Linked DNA regions of Mus musculus: region 1 is linked to region 2. Evidence: chromatin contacts called from public Hi-C data. All regions are on one chromosome and are shown on one strand. Each heading gives the region's core, a stretch centred on a gene start, on an enhancer-like site or on the middle of the called end of the contact. The rest is flanking DNA. Distances are from core to core; before and after follow the strand shown. Region 1 overlaps Cds2 (CDP-diacylglycerol synthase (phosphatidate cytidylyltransferase) 2). Region 2 overlaps Gm14051 (a long non-coding RNA gene).

Region 1 (6,269 bases), core at 2,948-5,447, 110 kb before region 2:
GGCTAATAACCTTAATTTCTAGTGCATTCTTGCCCAGCATGTTGGTTCGCCACCTGTTGCGGGAAATATTGAAAAAGATGAATGGGCATGTTCCCATGCTTGTGCCTCTGCCCCAGCAGCCTGGCCGGCCATGCACTGGCAGCCCATGGCCGGCCTGTTTTTATCTTAGGGAGACTCTGACTCAGAACTCCAATCTCTCCACCCAGCTCTCTAGGTTCCCACTGGTGTTGCTTCCACACCAGCCCCATATACTTCAAATCCCCCATGGCCTTTGTGGTGCACCTCTGGCGAACCCTCACTTTGCTGCTGTACCATTCTCTCTTGAACCCAGACGAGCTGCGTGAAGGAAAATGCAACACAGACTTCCTTCAGAAACAATGGTAACTCAGTCTCTGGGCACAACAACTAAAACCTAATCTTGTAAGCCTTATTAAAATCTGATTCCTCTGGTGGCAAATTCTTGCAGATCCGCCATGATACCAGGAAACTCTAGCAGCTATATCTTACCATCGTGCTGTCCCTGTCCAAAAAGGGAACCAACTCTCGCCAGCTTCCTCTCTTCCTCGGTCCAACCCAGAAGTCCTGCCTACTCGCCCAGTGATTGGCTCCTTTATTCATTAGGGGATTGGTTCTCAAGTACCTGGCCCATCCACAACAGGTGTCTGTGTGTATTATGTGCATCATGCACATACTTATATCCTGAAAGGCCAGAAGGGGGTATTGGGTCCCCATGAAATGAAGTTACAGATGAGCCACCATGTGGGTGCTGGGAACTGAACCCAGAACTTGTGGAAGAACAGCAAGTGCCCTTAACCACGGAGGCATTTTTCTAGCCCCTGGGTCTCTCAAGCACTTCTGAGAGTGGAAGTGGAGGTGGTTTCAAATCACAAGCCTGCAGCCAGGCCATCTGCTTCCCAAGCTTTACCAATGCTCTCTGATGTACATTCACTTTCTAGCTGAGATCCTGGACCTGGGAGTCGGACCTGCCACCGTAGAGTGTGTGTGGGTGTCTGTGACAGGCCTGCTGAGGGCAGTGTGATCTGCCCAGGCCCAGTCTCCCTCTCTCTTCAGGTCTACCATGCTCTTTTTCCCTGGTGCCGTGGTCTGAGCTCTTCAAATAAAGTCCTTCCCCAGCAATGCATCTCAGTGTCCTCCTTGAACTCACACTTAAGACCTTACACACTTAAGACTCTACTGAACACACAGTCCCCATACCACTCCCAGCTCACATGGACAACACACCGGCTCCCTCCGTTGCTACTCAGAGCTCCTGTAACCCTCCTCGCCTCCCTCCTTAATGGACATAGGTCAGTGCATGCAGAATAGGCTGCTCCCAGGGCCTCTCCTCCTTCCCAGGGCACACTTCCCTCCTAGAAACCCCATTTCTTTCCAGGGCCCCGCCTCTTCCTCAAGAGCCTTCCTTCCTTTCCCATTCCCGTTCCCCGTTCCCGTTCCCGTTCCCGTTCCCCAGGCGCAGAGCACAGGATAAGCAGAGCAAGCCCCTCAGCCTCCACCCATCCTCCCACAGTTCCTGAGCCAGTCCCAGAGGGGTGGTGATGCTGATGTAAACAGGAAACAGCATCCTCTGTAAGGAAGGGAACCTGCCCCTCTGGGTCACACAGACCCTTCAGGGAAAGACTGAAGCACTTAGCGTGAAGGCACATGCAGAGCTCTAGACACCAAGACTCAAGCAAAAGGCACGAATGTTTTTAAACTGTTACTCAAAATGTGGCTCTGAGAAGACTTCCAGTCTCTTCACCCCCTCAGCCTAGTACCACACAAGTCTCAGAGCAGCACAGAAGTCTGTCTCCAACAGAAGAAAAAGTGGAAGGAAGCAGAAAGACAGTGGGTGGGCAAGAAACCCCTGTGTCATGGTCTGGGCTTTGCTGGGGAGGGACCTCACTAAGGCCGCAACAGTCCCTGCCAGCTCATGCCCGCTACTCTTTCTAGGTGTGACTGTTGTTTAAGTTGCACCGTCTTAGTTAGGATGTCTATTGCCTCGATAAAAACACCAAAAACAAACCTGGAGAGGAAAGGCTTTATTGAGCTTATACTTCCAGATCATAGTCCATCATTGAAGAAAGTCAGGACAGGAATTCAAGCAGGGCTGGAACCTGGAGAGAGAAGCTGATGCAGAGGCCACGGAGGTGCTGCAGACTGGCTGGTTCATGCCTTGCTCAGCCTGCTTTCTTATAGAACCCAGGACCACCAGCGAGGAAAGGCACCACCCTTCCTCACTGATCACTAATTGAGAAAATGCCCTACCGAGGGATCTCATGGAGGCATTTCCTCAGCTGAGGTGCCTTCCTCTCTGAAGACTCTAGCCTGTGTTAAATTGACTACCTAATCAGCAGTACGCCCCTGTTTTCTTCCAATTCCCTCTTAATTCTCAGTATTTCACGAAGGGTTGCCTCTGGCTCACAAAAAGCCTTTTAAAGCTCCCCATGTGACAGTCTGACCTTTTAGAAGAAATGAAGCTGGGCCGGACTGGGAATCCAGGTAGGTGGGACTCAGCCGACTCCACATCCTATTTCTTTACCAGACACCAATTCTCTTTTGATACCTGTTAAAATTCTCTTATTTTATCCCAGTTTGTCTTAAGAAAAGCTAAAAACAGGGACAAGGAAGGAAGCAGCGCCACCCACTAGACTCTCATTCACTTCCACGTGGTGGCGGGCGTGTGGCACACTGGTCGGTTATGCCCCTGAAGCTCGCTCCTCTCTGGGGACCTGACAGTCCAATCCATAAGTTCCAGCAGCTGAAATGACTCCACAACTTACAAACTATTTTTTGCACTGCTTTAAATGCAAATTGCAAGTCTCCTCCTGGAGCACAGACTTAACCTAAGCGTAACCTTAGTGCTGAATACAACCTTGCCATCTTAAGCAAGCCTTCTGGCCAGCTGCCAGCGTAATCAACGCCCCCCCCCCCCCCCACTTATGGAGACAAGTACAGAGGGGAGAAACTGCTAGAGGGTGCTTAAGAGATGTCAGGAGCCCTGTGTCGATCTTGATGAGAGAGCCCAGTAGGTTGAACTGAGTTCTTACAGGACAAAAAGATAAAGCCTGCACGTGTATTGCATGCGTGTGGGGTGGGGCGGGTATTGTGAGGAAGAACAAAGAAATACTTCTACTGCTTTTCAATACTAATCCCATTTGACAAGTTTGTGTGTCTAAAGAAAAGGTCAAAGATGAATTTACTGTGAGCTGGGAACTACAGAAGCAAAGTGAACTTTCTCTTTGCCCTATAAAGATTAACAAGAAGGGGCACACAGATTTTAGCTCCAGAGAGAGGGGTACTCACAGGCCAGTGAACTTCAAGAACTCAGAAAACAGAATCTTATCTACACTCTTCATGAACAAGCTGACAATTTTGAGGGCCCAGAGAGTCAGTGCTAATCCACCACGTCTACCCTGCGTGGAGTCAAATGCTCCTTCCTGGGATGTGGCTCAGCAGCTGGCTGCTGGGGAGGGAGTCTGAGAGAAGAAAGTTACAGACGCAACTCTGCTGGCAACTGTGCGGTAGAGCAGCGTTCAAGTCCCTCCAGGCATCAGCAGAGTTAGGTGCTCAGAGCGGCCCTGGAAGAGAAGCACCAAACCCCGTTGTTTCTGACTTAGAAACGCTCCATATGCCAAGGTGCCACACACTGGGGTATCATTTCTGAGACCTAGCAGAGGCACCCCCACCCTAGCATACCCTGCCTGCCGAAAGTCTCAAATCAATACTGAGATCTACAGAAAGAGCACTGGGCTTTCCAAGACGGAATTCATTACAGGCTCCCTCACCAGTAACAGCACTGAAAGGAAAGATTAAGGGTGGGGAGGGCGGGGCGTAGATTCAGCTTTTAAAAACCTAATTGATGGGCTGGAGAGAGACTGCTCAGTAGGTAAGAGCACTGACTGCTCTTCTAGAGCTCCTGAATTCATTTGCCAGCAACCACATGGTGGCTCACAACCATCTGTAATGAGATCTGATGCCCTCTTCTGGTGTGTCTGAAGACAGCTACAGTGTACTCATACACATAAAATAAATAAACTTTAAAAAACAAAACAAAACAAAAAACAACCCTATTTGACTATCAACTATCTCCAAACTATTTCAAGGGAGTAAAGGGCATTGGCAAAGGATGCGGCACTGATGACCGACCACATACCCCAGCCAGGTTCCTGGAAAGTGACTGAGAGGTCACCGTGTGCTCGCCTGGCTCTTGATTGACTCAACCCCCTGCTTCCCTCCTTTCTCGACTCATCACTTCCTCCCAGCCATCTAAGCGGGCTCAGTAATAAACAACTTTGGTCATGGTACTTTGGCACAGCAACAGAAAAGTAACTAAGACAACTGACATAAACATAAATATCTAGAAGACAGTTTGACAACAGTCCCAGTTAAGAAGACAACAGAAATAAAGTACTGAGATGCACTTCTGAACATCAGCTAATGCACAGCCAGGAACAAAGAATAAACACAAAGCCTTTTAGAGTTCCCAGTGCTCCCACCCAGCACTACAGAATTAACAGGTCTAGGTACATTTCCACTTGTTTCTCAGACAGGTTCAGAAACATGTCCACATCTCAGTCAAACTAGACTACACACTGGAAAGCCCCGGGAACAGCTAACACTTGAAAATGCTACCCTTGTGGTAAGAAACAGCTAGTTAGTCCAGGCGTGGTGGCCACACACCTGTAAGTCTCAGCACTAAAGGCTGAGGCAGGAAGAATGTGAGGCCAGCCTTGACTACACAGTGAGACTGTCACGAACAGAACAGAAAAGGAAGAAAAGACAAAGACAGACGGAGGCAGGCCTGGCAGCATGTTACCTGTAGTCCCAGCTACCTGGGAGGAGTCAGATGTGGGAGGAGCATGTGAGCTTGGGTTTTCCAACAGAATGGGCAACATAGAGAGACCCAGCCTCAAAACAACAACCTGCTTTATCCTGTATAACTTCATTAGCTCTTGACAATAAGCCTTCATCTGCACGCTTCAACAGAAAATGAACTCTAGCCGGGCAGTGGTGGCGCACACCTTTAATCCCAGCCCTTGGAAGGCAGAGGCAGGCAGATTTCTGAGTTCAAGGCCAGCCTGGTCTACAGAGTAAGTTCCAGGACAGCCAGGGATACACAGAGAAAGCCTGTCTCGAAAAACCTAAGAAAGAAAGAAAGAAAGAAAGAAAGAAAGAAAGAAAGAAAGAAAGAAAGAAAGAAAGACAGACAGACAATGGACTCTATGTTGGAAGGAGCTTGTTTTACTCACTGCTATGCCCCATGTCTGACAGCCTTGCCAACCAGGTCATTCTACCATGGGGGAAGAACCTGAAAACTCAAGGTTCTTGGAACTAAGTCTCAGCGAAGCACTGACAAAGTTAGCAAACATTTCCGGCCTGACTGAGTCCCTCGGCGCATACTCAAGCAGGAATTTCTAGGTACAGACTGTGGGGCACGGCCTCAGCAACTCCAAGAGGTGTTGGTTCAAAGAATCGGCCTCTCAATCAGAATGTAAGGATGACGGGATAGACTGTCCAGAAAGAAGGCTAAGGCCCCGAGACAGGATCTCTCAATGAGCCACACCAGAGAGACATGAGAGGCACTGAGCTTGTCCTGCATGGTGACAGCCCAGGCTGTCCATGTCCCTGCAGGTTCTTTCTACCCTGAGACCAGAGGACTAATGCCAAGAAAACTCCCAAGACACCATCAAAGCAACCATCAGCTGCATCTGACTCATGTTCAGAGTGCTAATACCGGCAATCCACTGAGCTGTCTTCATAATGAGCATCCATTCCCGGAGCACATTAAGAGGGAAAGGCTGAGCATGAAACAGAAACAGCTACCACTGACCTTCGAAACAAGACACTCCTCAGCTCAGGGAAAAGAAACACAGCACAAGCCATGGGATCCTGGGGGAAATCAAGTCATCTTGGACTTCATCTTTTTCATCTACAAAAGAAGAAAATTCCTACTTCAAGAATAATTAGACGAGCCGGGCAGTCTCGTATGCCTTTAATCCCAGCACTTGGGAGGAAGAGGCAGGAGGATTTCTGAGTTCGAGGCCAGCCTGGTCTACAGAGTGAGTTCCAGGACAGTCAGGGCTATACAGAGAAATCCTGTCTCAGAAAAAAAAAAAAAGAAAAAAGAATAATTAGACAAAACATGGCTATATTTTTTCCAAGTAGCAAGTTGAGACCCACTGGGTCTTGAAATTAATTTACTGGGTTTTACAACACACACACACACACACACACACACACACTGCCAGAAAGTAGGTTGGTGGCTCCCA
Region 2 (5,610 bases), core at 446-2,945:
ATAGTCCTGGCTGTCCTGGAACTCACTCTGTAGACCAGGCTGGCCTCGAACTCAGAGATCCGCCTGCCTCTGCCTCCCGAGTGCTGGGATTAAAGGCGTGCGCCACCACCGCCCGGCTCTCAAAGGTTTCTTATGTGAGAAAAAGAACTTGCCAGGGTGGGGTGGTGGGGTAGTAGGGTTGTGGGGTGGCAGTGGTGGTGCATGCCTTTAATCCTAGCACTTGGGAAGCAGGGGCAGCTTGGTCCACACAGTGAGTTCAAGGACAGCCAGGGCTTTCTGGAGAAGCCCTGTCTCAAAAGAAAAAACAAAAACAAAACAAAACAAACAAAAAATAGACTATTAATCAATAAGAACTTAGTGATTGATGGGCAAAAGATACTATCTCACTGTGAATTTGTTTTGGCTTTTGAGACAAGGTCTCACTATGTAATCCAAGTTAAGCCTTACATTTAAGTTTCTTCTCTCTCAACATCCCAGGTACTAGGATCACAGGCATCTTCCACATGTATAAAATATTTTACATGGGGCCAGGTGTGTTAGCACATGACTTTTTTTTTTTTTTTTTTTTTTTGGTTTTTCGAAACAGGGTTTCTCTGTATAGCCCTGGCTGTCCTGGAGCTCACTTTGTACACCAGGCTGGCCTCGAACTCAGAAATCTGCCTGCCTCTGCCTCCCGAGTGCTGGGATTAAAGGCGTGCGCCACCACGCCCAGCAGCACATGACTTTCATCCCAGAACTCCTGAGATGGAGGCAGGTGGGTCTCTGTGAGTTTGAGGCCAGCCTGTTCTACAGAGTGACTTCCAGGACAGCCAGGATTTACAGATAGACTCTGTCTTAGAAAACCAAAAAATTTCCTGATCTGTAACTTTCCACTTTCCTTGGCTGTGCAAGAGTTTTCAGTCAATGTACGTGAATAGACAATGACGAATCTTTTTTTGGTTTTGTTATTTTTGGTCTTTTGAGACAGAGTTGCTCCATTATGCAGGCCAGACTGGTCTCAGACTCTCGTAGCTCTCCCTGCCTCTGGCTTCCAGTGCTGCCACTACAGATATGAGGTACTACACCCAACGACAATGATTACGATTCCCCCCCCCCCCCCCAGTTAAAACGTGTAAAGATATTTCAATATTTTCATCTAGATTTTTGTTGGTGGTGGTTTTATTTTGAGGCATGGTCTCACCCTGCATCCCTGGCTGGCCTCAAACCCACAGAGATTCCCCCTGCCTCTGCTTCCTGGCACTTTTTGATGCATTTTCGCTTCCTGGAAAGCTTAGCATCCCATCCTATTTACCATGAGTCCACTCCTCATACATGTGTGCCTCCACCCAGAGATCGTGCATTTGAGGAAGGCAGAGCATTGCTACGGAACAGTAAAATAAAATAAGGTGGAAGCAGGGGAGGTTTTTAAAGCCAAAGTAAGGAACAAATGTTTGGGTTTTGACTCAGCACCTCAATCATGCCTAGGCAAGCACTCTACTGCTAACTGTATTCCCTGTGCTGAATTCTTGAGAAAGAGGCTCACTCTACCCCTGCTGTCTTGTACTCTCAAGGGGGAAGGAAGTTAGGTCACTGAAACGTGTTCTTGAAAAATATTAAACCCTCGGCTCTTTCTCTTTTATTTTCTGCTTCCATGTCATGCGCAGCTCTGCCCCAGCATCTTCCTCCCATCCGCGCCCACACTCTGTGTCATCCTGCCTTGTCATAGGTCCAGAAAAAGCAGAACCAAGTGAGTGACCGTGGACTGAGACCTTGGAAACTGTGAACCCAGACTGCAGTTTCTGTTTCTCTTCCCGTTTTAAATGGTGGTGATTAAACCTAGAGGGACTCAGGCATGCCAGTCTACTGTTCTACCCCAAGGCATGACCCCCTCCTATCTCTTCACTTTCTTAGCTCTCTCTCCAGGGAGACCTTCTGTCATAATGCCACAAGGCATAAAAATGTATATGCGTAGGCCCATGTGAAGAACCAAAGCCAGGCAAGAGCCACAGGAGCAGGAATGCAAGTGGGCCCCCCTCCTGGCACACGATGGCTGCCTTCTCAATAACTTGCCTTCAGCTTCCTGGGAGCCTTGGCAACCCTGCCACCCTGTGATCCTCACTTTCAGAAAGTGCAGTAAATGTTTGTTTGCAGTTGCTTACATTGGGATTACTTCTTACCCAGCATTAGCTAACTGATAGGCCTCGCAGTTCTGACCTTTCTGTGGCAACCACAAGGCCTGCAAACTGTGGCAAGCTTGTCTGTTGCTTCTTCTCCAGATCTTCACTTGTCTTCCTTTTCACCAACTACTCTTTATCAGGAATAAAAGTACTGCAAGAAGGTAACCCCGTCTCTTCAAGAAAGAGGCTGACATTTCTTCAGTGAGAATGAGTGGGGAGAGACGCTGTGCAAACCCGACAATCTAGTGCCTAGTTCTCACAGTGGAAGGAGAGCACCGAATCCCGAGAGGTGACCTCTGATCTCCATGTGTGCACATGGCAAGCACTTATCTGCATCCCATACACAATAATAAATTAATTTTAAAGAGCCCATTTGAGAATAATGAAACGCAAGTAAAGGCCATTCTATTACTGGCATGTGAGGTGTGGCAAATGCTCTCTGGCCCCAGTCACCTCAGACCTTTCTGGTGCCAAGCATCTATTAAAATGTTAGCATTGGCCAGGTATGGTGGCGCACACCTTTAGTCCTAGCACTTGGGAGGCAGAGGCAGGAGGACTTTGTGAGTTCTAGGCCAGCCTAGTATACATAATGAGCTTCAGGATAGCCAAGACTACTTAGAAAGATCCTGTCTCAAAAAAAAAAAAAAAAATTGCTGGCATCATCTTCTATGGGCTGTGGTTTTCCCTATGCCTTTCAAACAACCTATAGATTTGCCCAGGGACAAAGGCTGAATGTGTTGAGGAGTTGATAGCCCCAAGCTCCATTCTAAGCCACCCATGTCTCTTGGGAGCTAGAATTGTCTAACCCTCACCTCCCACTCTTGTCAGATAGGATAAATGGCAGGTATGTACTTTGCAGTTTCTCAGAAATCCCTGTGGGGGCTGAAACCCACTCCTCTGGGCAGCATCTCTTTCCTGTCTTACCTCCTCATCCCCCAAGATGGGTGCTTCACCTGGCAAACATACCACCCATTTTACCTGTTAGTGCTTGAGCCTCGTCTTAGGGTCGGCTTCTAGGGGACCACACAGAGACTAGATGCACCCACAAAAGCCTGATAGGATACTTTTTGATTGTCTCCTTTGAATCTACTGAGATGATCAGTTCTTGCCTCTTTAGTCTGAAGCAGTGAAAGTCACATTGGCGATTCAAGACAGGAAAACAGCATTCTTGTCATCCTGGAATCAACAGGGTGGCCCTTCTGTCTGTCATGCCTCAAGGGAGTCTGCCCCACTGCCACAAATTGTGTATTCCTGTTTCCCACACTGGGAGAAAATCACAGGGTCAGCACATCTGGACTACAATGGCTCACGGTATCCCGACCACGACATTCATGCCCCTCCCCTCAAGAAACATAGTTAATGCTGATCCATAATTGTCAAATTGTGGAAAATTATGATCGAAGCAGAGCCACCACCACTTTCTTTCCACTGCCCTTTCTAGTTTGACGACAGATCTGCTGGGAATGACTAGGTCCTGTTTCTTAGCTGTGGCACCGCAGAAGGTTCTTGTTCCTCTGTGGTTATGAAAAATTGCTCGTGCACACTTGGTTTGGTGAAGTGTTTAGTGGCTAGAATTTTTAATTTAGATTCAGTGTCAGTATTAAACAAGTATTTTTGTTTGCTTGTTTCCTCTTGAACAACTTTTAGTAGTTGGTATTTTTCAGTAAAGTTTTCTTTTTTTTTTATTAGGTATTTTCTTCGTTTACATTTTCAATGCTATCCCAAAGGTCCCCCATACCCATCCCCCCAATCCCCTACCCACCCACTCCCCCTTTTTGGCCCTGGCGTTCCCCTGTACTGGGGCATATAAAGTTTGCAAGTCCAATGGGCCTCTCTTTGCAGTGATGGCCGACTAGGCCATCTTTTGATACATATGCAGCTAGAGACAAGAGCTCTGGGGTACTGGTTAGTTCATATTGTTGTTCCACCTATAGGGTTGCAGTTCCCATTAGCTCCTTGGGTAATTTCTCTAGCTCCTCCATTGGGGGCCGTGTGACCCATCCAATAGCTGACTGTGATCATCCACTTCTGTGTTTGCTAGGCCCCGGCATAGTCTCACAAGAGAGAGCTATATCTGGGTCCTTTCAGCAAAATCTTGCTAATGTATGCAATGGTGTCAGCATTTGGAAGCTGATTATGGGATGGATCCCCGCATATGGCAATCCCTAGATGGTCCATCCTTTCGTCACAGCTCCAAATTTTGTCTCTGTAACTCCTTCCATGGGTGTTTTGTTCCCATTTCTAAGAAAGGGTAAAGTGTCCACACTTTGGTCTTCGTTCTTCTTGAATTTCATGCGTTTGGCAAGTTGTATCTTACATCTTGGGTATCCTAAGTTTCTGGGCTAATATCCACTTATCAGTGAGTACATATTGTGCGAGTTCCTTTGTGATTGGGTTACCTCACTCAGGATGATACCCTCCAGGTCCATCCATTTGCCTAGGAATTTCATAAATTCATTTTTTTTAATAGCTGAGTAGTATTCCATTGTGTAAATGTACCACATTTTCTGTATCCATTCCTCTGTTGAGGGGCATCTGGGTTCTTTCCAGCTTCTGGCTATTATAAACAAGGCTGCTATGAACATAGTGGAGCATGTGTTCTTCTTACCGGTTGGGACATCTTCTGGATATATGCCCAGGAGAGGTATTGCGGGATCCTCTGGTAGTACTATGTCCAATTTTCTGAGGAACTGCCAGACTGATTTCCAGAGTGCATGTACAAGCCTGCAATCCCACCAACAATGGAGGAGTGTTCCTCTTTCTCCACATCCTCGCCAGCATCTGCTGTCACCTGAGTTTTTGATCTTAGCCATTCTGACTGGAGTGAAGTGGAATCTCAGGGTTGTTTTGATTTGCATTTCCCTGATGATTAAGGATGTTGATCAGTAAAGTTTTCAAATGGTTAGTCTGATGTACATAGTCAGCCAGGGAACAGAGAAAATTGATGAACTACAGCCTCAAAAAAAGACACAGGGAAGAGGTCATTTGTTTTTCAAATACCCTATTCCATCCCTCAAACCCTAAGACTCTAACTAAAGGCTTAGTGGTACGCACTTGCCCAGCATGTGAGGCCAAGCTGGATCCCTTGTACCACTCAGTGAAGCAGGAACAACTTTTATCAAATAACAGGCACATCCTGAGTGAACAAGAGCCCAGAAAAGCTAGGAAAAACAAAGGTGGTTCCAGTTGAAGGTGAGCCCAGCACAGAGAAGACATCTGCTTCCTGAGTCAGGCAAGGTTACGAGGCAGGAGGCTGACCTAACAGTGATAGAGACCTTGAGACCAACATTCAAGGATCACCAAGCCACCTGGTCGTCAGCTCTTGGCTAAATGCTTCATCTTCAGGAATTGCCCTGGAAAAAGTTGGACAATCAAAGCTGACTTCCAGTGGTGATCCCCAACATGGGTAAGAGAGAGGGAAAGATGCAAAATGGCTTTTCTTTTTAAGTTTAAT

What was found. A called contact is a pair of places that touch in the nucleus more often than the background predicts.
Region 1: a Hi-C map of the HPC-7 cell line shows a contact between it and region 2, with 23 times the contacts expected there. The contact joins two enhancer-like sites. A contact is called at or near these places in 14 of 484 Hi-C or Micro-C datasets (the F1.1 cell line, the G1E-ER4 cell line, the HPC-7 cell line and 3 more).

Annotation. Positions count from the first base shown.
Region 1 is chr2:132,280,204-132,286,472 of GRCm38.p6, reverse strand. All of the region lies in intron 1 of Cds2 (CDP-diacylglycerol synthase (phosphatidate cytidylyltransferase) 2), which reads right to left. Among named protein-coding and RNA genes, the nearest start is that of Gm46766, 20 kb to the right of the region's middle. Within about 2 kb of position 4,197, at least 98 of the 459 cell types and tissues checked have an H3K27ac peak or open chromatin away from gene starts, as enhancers often do.
Region 2 is chr2:132,165,391-132,171,000 of GRCm38.p6, reverse strand. All of the region lies in intron 2 of Gm14051 (a long non-coding RNA gene), which reads right to left. Among named protein-coding and RNA genes, the nearest start is that of Slc23a2, 23 kb to the right of the region's middle. Within about 2 kb of position 1,695, at least 39 of the 459 cell types and tissues checked have an H3K27ac peak or open chromatin away from gene starts, as enhancers often do.